Linked DNA regions of Danio rerio: region 1 is linked to region 2. Evidence: chromatin contacts called from public Micro-C data. All regions are on one chromosome and are shown on one strand. The core of a region is the stretch at or near the end of the contact, and the rest is flanking DNA. Distances in the headings are between cores, read along the strand shown.

Region 1 (4,458 bases), core at 655-3,154, 230 kb after region 2:
GCTTTAAAAAAAAAAAAACTAAATCTTTTTTTTTTTTTTTGAACAAGAAAGATGTTTTATCCCAAACTAACCCAAACTAATGGTGCACACCAGCTGCTTTTCCAGTGCACAACTGGCATAATGCACATAAAAGATTCATGCCTGATATTTGTATATATATTGTATTTTGTTATTTTGTAAAAACTTTAGATTGTTCAAAAGATGTGCAATGCGTTTCTATTATTTAATTATTAATTATCTGTATCAGTCTTTCACATTATAGCTGATATGCTAAATGCAGACAGATTTAAGTTAATCCAACATCAGTGCAATGATAATAATACAAAGCAAAAAATAAATAGATGAATATACATGTAGACATGTAGATCTCACACACTTTTTCATATCGATTTTTTTAAAGAAAATGATTCTGTTCATCAAGGCAGCATTTATTAAGTAAAAAAAAATAAAAAAAATTAATTAATAACTGCTTTCTTATTGTGTGTAGTTTCAAATGAAGTTATTATTCCAGACTTTACTACTTTTATTACTATTACCATTACCCCCATAATAACAGCAATAATAATAACAATTTATATCAGAGCGATTACTGAAAGATCACATGACTCTGAAGACTAAAGGAAGCTGACAATTTATGTGTAAAATCACTGGAATAAATGATTTTATATAAAATATAATTTATTATTTTATAGTGCAATAACATATCACAATTGTCCTATATGTCCTGTATTTTTGTTTAAATAAATGCAGCTTTGGTGAGCAGAACAAGCTTATTTTAAAACATTTAAAAATCCTACTGACCCCAAAATTTTGACCAGTAGTGTAAATGTACAGTTGAAGTCAGAACTATTAACCCCCATTTGATTGTTTTTAAAAATATTTCCCAAATGAAGTTTAACAGATTTCACAGTATGTCTGATAATATTTTTTCTTCTGGAGAAAGTCTTATTTGTTTTATTTCGGCAAGAATAAAAGCAGTTTTTAAATTATTTAAAACAATTTTAAGATCAAAATTATTAGTCTCTTTGTTTTTTTTTTTTTTTTTTTGTTTTTTTTTGTTTTTGATAATCTTCAGAAAAAACTATCGTTATACAATAACTTGCCTAATTATCCTAACCTGCCTAGTTAACCAAATTAACCTAGTTAAGCCTTTAAATGTCACTTTAAGCTGGATAAAAGTGTCTTGAAAAATATCTAGTCAAATATTATTTACTGTCATCATGGCAAAGATAAGATAAATCCATTTTTAGAAATGAGTTATTACAACTAATATGTTTAGAAATGTGTTGAAAAAATCTTTCAAATATGTTGATTTGTTGAAGATAAAGGTAATTTTTTATAAATTTGTAATATTGTCATAACATGACATATAACATTAAATTAATTAAAACTAAACTCCATTCCAATGACGCGATTAAATATATATATTTGCATGTACACGTTTTTATTAAAAAATATTAATAAATAATGCAATTACTGTCAAAATATGGCTGCAAATAAAACTGTTTAAAAACATACTTGGAAGCCCCATTTTGGGCTGTATAAGGACCTCTACAGTTGCCCGATCATATATTTCCTTGCTGACTTTAACCTCAGCTGGTCCATAAACTCCAGCCAGGATACTCGTGTCCCCTAAAAACACATTTACAAATTCAAAACGATACATATTTAAATGAATGGAATAGATCTCTGGATATTCTTTGGCCTGACAGATAAATAACTGCTATGACATGAGTAAAGAAATAAATTACATTAAACATTTATAAATTACCTTGTACAAACGTGGACGACCCGTCAGGTCTTGATAACAAACTCTGTTCACTTCCATATTCTCTTAAAACTGGACAACTTCGCTCCAGCTCCATCTCGGTCCTCATGCACAATCTGCTCGTCGCATCCATAAATGGGTCATTGTTTTGAGCGCACAATAATGACGACATGACACATGTTAGCAGTGCACTTACGCCCTCTAACGGAATTAAGGATGTAATGACACATGTATAGCGACTTTATAAGCACGTTTCTGCTTGTTCCTTTTAGTTATACACACTACCGTGACCCCAATCAAATTTAAAATGTACATAAAAGGATACATTTCTCAGACAAAACCGTAAAAATGAGGAGTAACATTTTTCCTGTAGGGGGCGCAGTGTGTTGGATTTCCAGAGACGAGGAGGGAAAAGACGCTAGAGACACGCACTTGACGTAAAGATGGCGGCTGCTAGAGCTGTGAAGAAATTATATGGCATTGGGCTTCATGCAATTCGTCAAAACACAGCATTAAAAGCAACAACGCTTCTCCAACAAAGGGGATTCCGCGTCAATGTAAGTCTTACGTTTATGGCAGCTGCATATACGCCACCAACGGACTTTTAACATTAGCAAAACTTGCCATTCAGGTTGTATGAAGTGTGTGTAGCCGTGGGAGACCGAAAACATTTCCTAGAATTGTATGAGACTAATATTAACAACATCTGTATAAAGACGTTTTATGCTAGTTTCAAACATAAAAGCTACTGAACTGTCTTAATAATGTAAATGCTAATGTATAAGTTAGGTGTTCCTCATCTGACCTACAAAAGAAATAGTGCTCAATGTCACATGGTCATGATTGTTTTAAATGCAATAACTAGTGGTCAGATGTCTGAAGATTGTTGTAGGTAACAGTTAATGGATCCTTCAACCTTCACATGTCTGTGGATTTATACTCAGAGCTGATTGGCTAGTTGAAGGGGGCGTGTGGATGAAAAAAACAACACTAATCCTGACTGTTATGGGTCATTAAAAAATCTTTACATTTTACAACTTATTTGCATTATTAAATTGTTTCATATTTAAAGTGGATCTTAATTATGAGCTAATGTCTTGTGCACATTTAAATTACAGGTGATAGTAAATTCTTCTCATGCGAATATGTGACTTTATCAATATGCAAACCACATACACACAAATTTAAAGAGAATTAACTTTTTATGCAGTGTACATCCCTAGCTTAGGGTAATTCACTTTATTCCCTGCCAGTTTTTGGGGAAGTTACTTTGACAGGGTATCCACAGAGTCTTAAAATGTTTTACATTTTCAAAATAAAATTTTAGTCCTTAAAAAGTTCTAAATTTGCTGAAATATTGAATTGTAGGTCTTAAATCATTACAAATAGGTTGTAATTTTCTAATATCCATGTAAAGCTTCCCAAATCAGGCCAACACCTGTATACAGTATACACTCACCAATAACACACCCCAATAAAACTTTTAACAAAACTCTATTTAACAATATGGTTCCTCATAATAACTTTTTTATGTTCTCCGGGGATTTGTAGACCATATGTGGCGGGGACACTGACCTTAAAAAGACTATTGTACATTTAGGTTAATAAAGTTTTTAAAGCTTGTCAAAGAAAAGTATGTATGGTTTGCTTGTTTTGACACATTTAAGTATTAAGTAATTAGATTTTTTTTTAATGAGGCAAGCACAAATCTTTACGGTTTAGTCCTGTACAAGTCTGAAATTTCATTCATAAGGGTCTTAAAAAGGTCTTAAAAAGTCTTAAATTTGACTTTGAGAAACCTGTAGAAACCTTGATAACCTACAAAGCTACCCATCAGGACAAGTAGCTAAGCTTCTGTATTGTTTTTTTTTTTTTTTTGTACAGTCAAGTTTCTTCTTATTATCCCTGTTTAATGGCAACTTTTTTGTTAATTTTACTTTTCATTTATTTTTTATTGAACATATAGTAAAGTACAACTTGGCATTATCAATACACCTTTATATTACAAAAAAGGAAACAGGTGCAAATAAAGAACAAATAATTTGTTATATAAAATATCTATAAGTAAATTATTAAACATAACTAAATCTTAAAAAATAAATAAAAAGGACCAGGGGTTTTCCTATAATTTATACATTTCTATTAAAAATAGAAGATTAATTGCACTTTTTGTTTTCATTATCTTGAGAGATTTTTTTATATGAAATAATCTCATTATAAAAAGCACAAAACATTGGTTTCACTTTTAAATATTTTGATTTATGTATGTAAAATTGTCCAAGCATAAGGATGTTGTTAATTAGAAAGGCATTTTCCTTACTGTCCATTGCAAGTCCATAAATGTTGTCATTCACATAAAAGATCCTGAGGTGTGGAATCTTTGGGTAAAGCCAGTCAAACATCTGACCATAAGCCATCCACAAACATACAGTAAAAATAAAACAAATGATCTGCTGTTTTAAAATCATGAAAAAACATACATTTATTAGACTCAAATCCAAATCTAATTCTTAAATATTCACTTGACGGATTATCCCACTTAAAATTTTAAAATGAACTTGAAGTGGAGAGGAAACTTTAGGTATTTAGTTCTAAGTATGTGAATGGTATCTTTAGATAATTTATGAGAAATTGAGTTTCTGTAAAACGCTAGTGGATATATAATGTTGTTAAATAGATTTCTAATCTTT
Region 2 (4,551 bases), core at 180-2,679:
TAAATTCATCTATCCTTATAGATTGTTTATTATATTTTATGCACTCCTATGCAGAAATATCACAATCAATCTAAAATTATACATTCTTTCGAAATAGTTATTCAACTCATCTAAGTGAAATTGCATTCATATTGCAATATATAATCACAGAATAAAAAATATTGCAATATGATATTTTCCAATATCGTTCAACCTATATATATAAATATATATATATACACACACACACACGCACACACACACACACACACACCTACATATAGCAGCCTACATGAATACATATTTTATAAATGGGCAGTGTGGCAAATTTTGAATTTTGATTTCATCGGGCTAGTTTTATTTTGCATTTTGTAAAAACCGTTTTGATTTGATTTGCCTGTATAACGTTATATATATACTGAACTGAACTTAAACACTAAAACCTGAACCACACTGTTCCAGTTACTGAACCACACTGTTCCAGTTACTATGACCATTTATGTGACGCTGCTTTGACACAATCTACATTGTAAAAGCGCTATACAAATAAAGCTGAATTGAATTGAATATATATATATATATATATATATATATATATATATATATATATATATATATATATATATATATATATATATATATATATATATATATATTGAATTCGAAAAAATCTCCAAGGACAAAGGTTTTAGCTTAAAGCTTCTGTATAATGTTCAACTGAAAAAAAAAAAAAAAATCACCAACACTGAATGGCCAGAGAGTGAGTACATTAACAGCAGTTTTTCATTTATGAAACAATCCCTATAAGAACATTAGCTAGGTTTTAGCTACAGTGACTACAATAGCTAACCAGCTAAACAGCCTGACCCAACGTGGTCTTTCAGTTTGCACTAGCTCAGACTGTTAACTGGAAACAGTTTCATGTTTCTAGTGGGAGCTGGTTTGTTTATAGTTCCCCAGTCTATTATCTTCAACCAGCTAATTGCTAACTTGAATCATGTTAGACCACGTAACGTTACAAAAGAAACGTGATAATAACGCACAGGAAGAAACCAGCTATGATTTTTTTAAAACAGGCACGAGTTCAGCAGGGTGGGTCATTCACACAGCTAACTGGCTAACGTTAAATCTCCTGCACATACATGTTGTTTAAATTACTTATCACATGCATTAGAGTTAAATAATCTCATCTAATGCAATTTAGCAAAGACATACATTCAAATTATGATCGGAATTAATGCGAAATGGCATGCATTCGTCTGATTTCTCAATCTAGGGAACACGTTATTTTAGCTAACTGGGTAAACGTAACGGAACATGCATTAATATTATTATTGTAACCTAATGCAAACTCTAAAATGGTAGTAAAATGTGCAATGGACCTACCAGAGAAAAGGCTATTGTTCAATTGAAGGAGCCTATTTGTGTAATGTAAACAAACACAGAATTACAACCTCGCGGGCTTCTAGTCGGGGCAGCAGGAGACACACTGAATATTGTTCATAGTGTTTGAGTGCTGCCTCCTACTGGATGGACCTTCGACACTCTCAACAGTCTTTGCCCTCAACGCAGGCCTATGGTTTACAGTTGAATTTAAGTCTATTTCTGTATTATTTAATCGTAGGATTTAAATGAGGAGGTTTTTTTAGCCAACGTAATTAGAAAATAATTATATGAAAATTCATTCATTTGTTCATTTTGCTTCGGCTAGTCCCTTTATTCATCAGGGGACACCACAGCAGAATGAACCACCAACTCATCCTGCATGTTTTACACAGAAGATGCCTTACCTGCTGCAACCCAGTACTGGGAAACATCCATACACTCTCACATTCACACACATACACTACGTACAATTTAAAATACATCCTTTTTAAATGTAAGGGTAAAAAAACTATAGCTTTTTTCAGTTTAAACACAGTATATTTCATTTTGAGAAACATTTTAAATATTGTGGAGCAGTAAACATATCAGGCTAAATGATTCAAATGAATCATTGACTTCTGCTGTCTTCAAAGACAAAGATTTCTTTACAATTTAAAACAGCATCTTTGGATCTTTTTCTGCTGGAGATACTGTTTTCCTATAAAACAGCGGTATACCTTGAACACAATCATCGTCACATGCCTATATCAGACCTTTTTAAGTTTAAATAAATGTGTTTCAAAAACTTTTTGTTGAAAAAATAATCACAACAACAAACTGTTTTCACAATTTTAATATAATCAAGAATATTTTACTTTTTATTTTACAATGATACATATACACCCATATACACGTGCCATATTAAACACAGCAGTCTTTTAATGCAATGGGGATTTTCTGATAGCACACACAGTGAGATAAGCTCTCTGTTTCTTATGCTGCGTGACACATCCATATTTATCATACGAATATTGTCATTCAAGTATTCACAAAGCGGATGTTCAGATCATCAATATGCCCAGCTTCAAAATCTTATTACATTTAAGCTCAAACTAAAGATCACTCTCTGTAAATTGTGGCAATTTATTTTGGAAAAAAAAAAAAAAAAAAATCACTGAAATGTTATAAAATAACATTCAAACTGAACAGTGCAGAACAATGAGTAGTCAAACATATGCAATGGTTTAACAATGTCATCAAAAAAGATTGATAACACGATCATTCAGCCAATCAGTAATGAGTAATGATAGTATGTCGTCCTAATGGCCAACGTTCATCATACACAACCGTATTACTTATTTTCTTTTTCTTTCTATTTTTATAACAGTGTGTGTGTAAGAAGACTTAAAGCTATAGTTCATCCAAAAATGAACTTATTTTACTTACCAATTACACATGAATCGATTGACTTAATTGTTTTACAAATTTAAGTTGGTTGAACTTTATTTTTTTAAAACAATTAAGTTATCCCAAAAATACTCCAGAATTGTGTTGATTCAGCTCCTTTTAACCTTTTAAATAAGTAGTTTGAACAAGCAGCTTTTTAAAATGTAATCGCCTTTAAGTGATTGTTGCTTACTTTGAACACGAATTAAGATTTTTTGAAGAATGTTGGAAACCTAAAAAGAAACAAAAAAATACTATGGAAGCCAGCGGTTACTGCCTTCAAAATGTCTTCCTTTGTGTTCAACAGCAGTACAACAAAGTAAAAAGTGAGTAAAAATTTTAATTTTTGGAGTGAACTATCCCTTTAAGCAAGACTTTGTATGCGTGTATATGGCAGTGCTGCACCACAACTGATGGCAGTCCCTATTAACAAGTCTGTTTATCCTCCTCAGAAAGGGCCTAATTCAGTGATGCACACAGTTATTTGGAACTTGGGGCTGCTGGAAGAGACAACAGAAGTCTGTTAACCTCTCTGATCTGGGCATCCAGTGTCTCTGTGGTGAGGGCCAGCTCTCCTAGTTGCGTCTGCAGGCTGGTTATGGATTGTGCGAGCTCTTCTTCTTTTCGTCTGGAGTTTGCAGCCTGACGGCTGTACTCGAGCACCATGCAGCCTCCACCGATGACAAAAATGATGGCTTCGCCGAGCAGCTCGGCTCCAAGCTCTGCAGCCGCGTCTTCATTCAGGGGTTTGATGGTGGAGCCGCGGAAACCCATAATTCTCATCTTTGTTCTCATCTCGATCCAGTGATATGCTGTTGAGAGAAAAAAACATGACAGATCTTTTTAGTGACTTGACATGGTTGTTTAAGAGGTATGAAGGCCTCCCATGAAAAGGATAAGACTACTACACTATAATATTTATAAATGTTGTATTTAAAAGAGTGTATGAAACTATGGTAATAAAAAAGAAGAGACTACAGTGATATTAAAATTAATATGGTGTGTAAAAGGACTGCCTTATAAATTAGGCATAGTAGTTTATCATATTTAAAATGTGAAAAAGAGATTATGTATTGTTAAATAGAAATTACATATACAAGAGAGATTGCATTGCACAACAACACATATTTAAACATTTAAACAAGTTTGGTGTGATTAGGATTTTTAAATGTTTTAAAATGAGCTTTTCCTGATCACCAATGCTGCATTTATTTAATCTAAAATACAGTACAAATTGCAAAATTAAAAGTAGTTTATAATTTAATTTCATAATTTATTCCAGTGATTTTGGAGATGAATTTTCGACTTCATTACTCCAGTCTTCAGAGTCACATGATCCTTCAGAAATCACTCTAAAATCAAACATAATTATTTTTAATATTATTAATATCATTATTAATGGTAATAGTAAAAAGCAATATTGATTTGAGTATTAATTTAATTTGAAACTACATACAATATAATATAAATAAGAATTTAATACTACATACATTTAATAAATGCCCCCTTGTTGAACAGAATCATTTTCTTAAAAAAATAAACAAACAAAAAACATGAAAAAATAATAAAACTGACCCCAAACTTTTAACCAGTAGTCTATATTAAAAAGAGTTTTAAATGATATAAAAAAAATACAGATTAGCTTCATAATAAAATTAACTAAACATTTACATAAACGTAATATTTACAAATATTATTAAAAAGTGTATAAAAGTATCACATTAAAATAATAAAAATAGAATACAATATTGAAATAAACCT

The links. A called contact is a pair of places that touch in the nucleus more often than the background predicts.
Region 1: a Micro-C map of caudal fin shows a contact between it and region 2, with 7 times the contacts expected there. The contact joins the promoter of exosc5 here to the promoter of hnrnpul1 in region 2. A contact is called at or near these places in 2 of 18 Hi-C or Micro-C datasets (caudal fin and an unstated tissue) and 1 of 4 datasets of contacts at active chromatin or transcription factors (caudal fin).

The regions. Positions count from the first base shown.
Region 1 is chr18:38,984,736-38,989,193 of GRCz12tu, forward strand. exosc5 (exosome component 5) reads right to left here and starts at 1,905. Exons shown (of 6, transcript NM_001045352.2): 1 at 1,772-1,905; 2 at 1,519-1,632. The coding sequence starts at 1,901. It overlaps bckdha (branched chain keto acid dehydrogenase E1 subunit alpha), which reads left to right and starts at 2,206. Exons shown (of 8, transcript NM_001024419.1): 1 at 2,206-2,325. The coding sequence starts at 2,212.
Region 2 is chr18:38,756,496-38,761,046 of GRCz12tu, forward strand. hnrnpul1 (heterogeneous nuclear ribonucleoprotein U-like 1) reads right to left here and starts at 1,430. Exons shown (of 16, transcript NM_213271.1): 1 at 1,366-1,430. opa3 (outer mitochondrial membrane lipid metabolism regulator OPA3) reads right to left here. Exons shown (of 2, transcript NM_001080166.1): 2 at 2,509-3,602. The coding sequence ends at 3,271.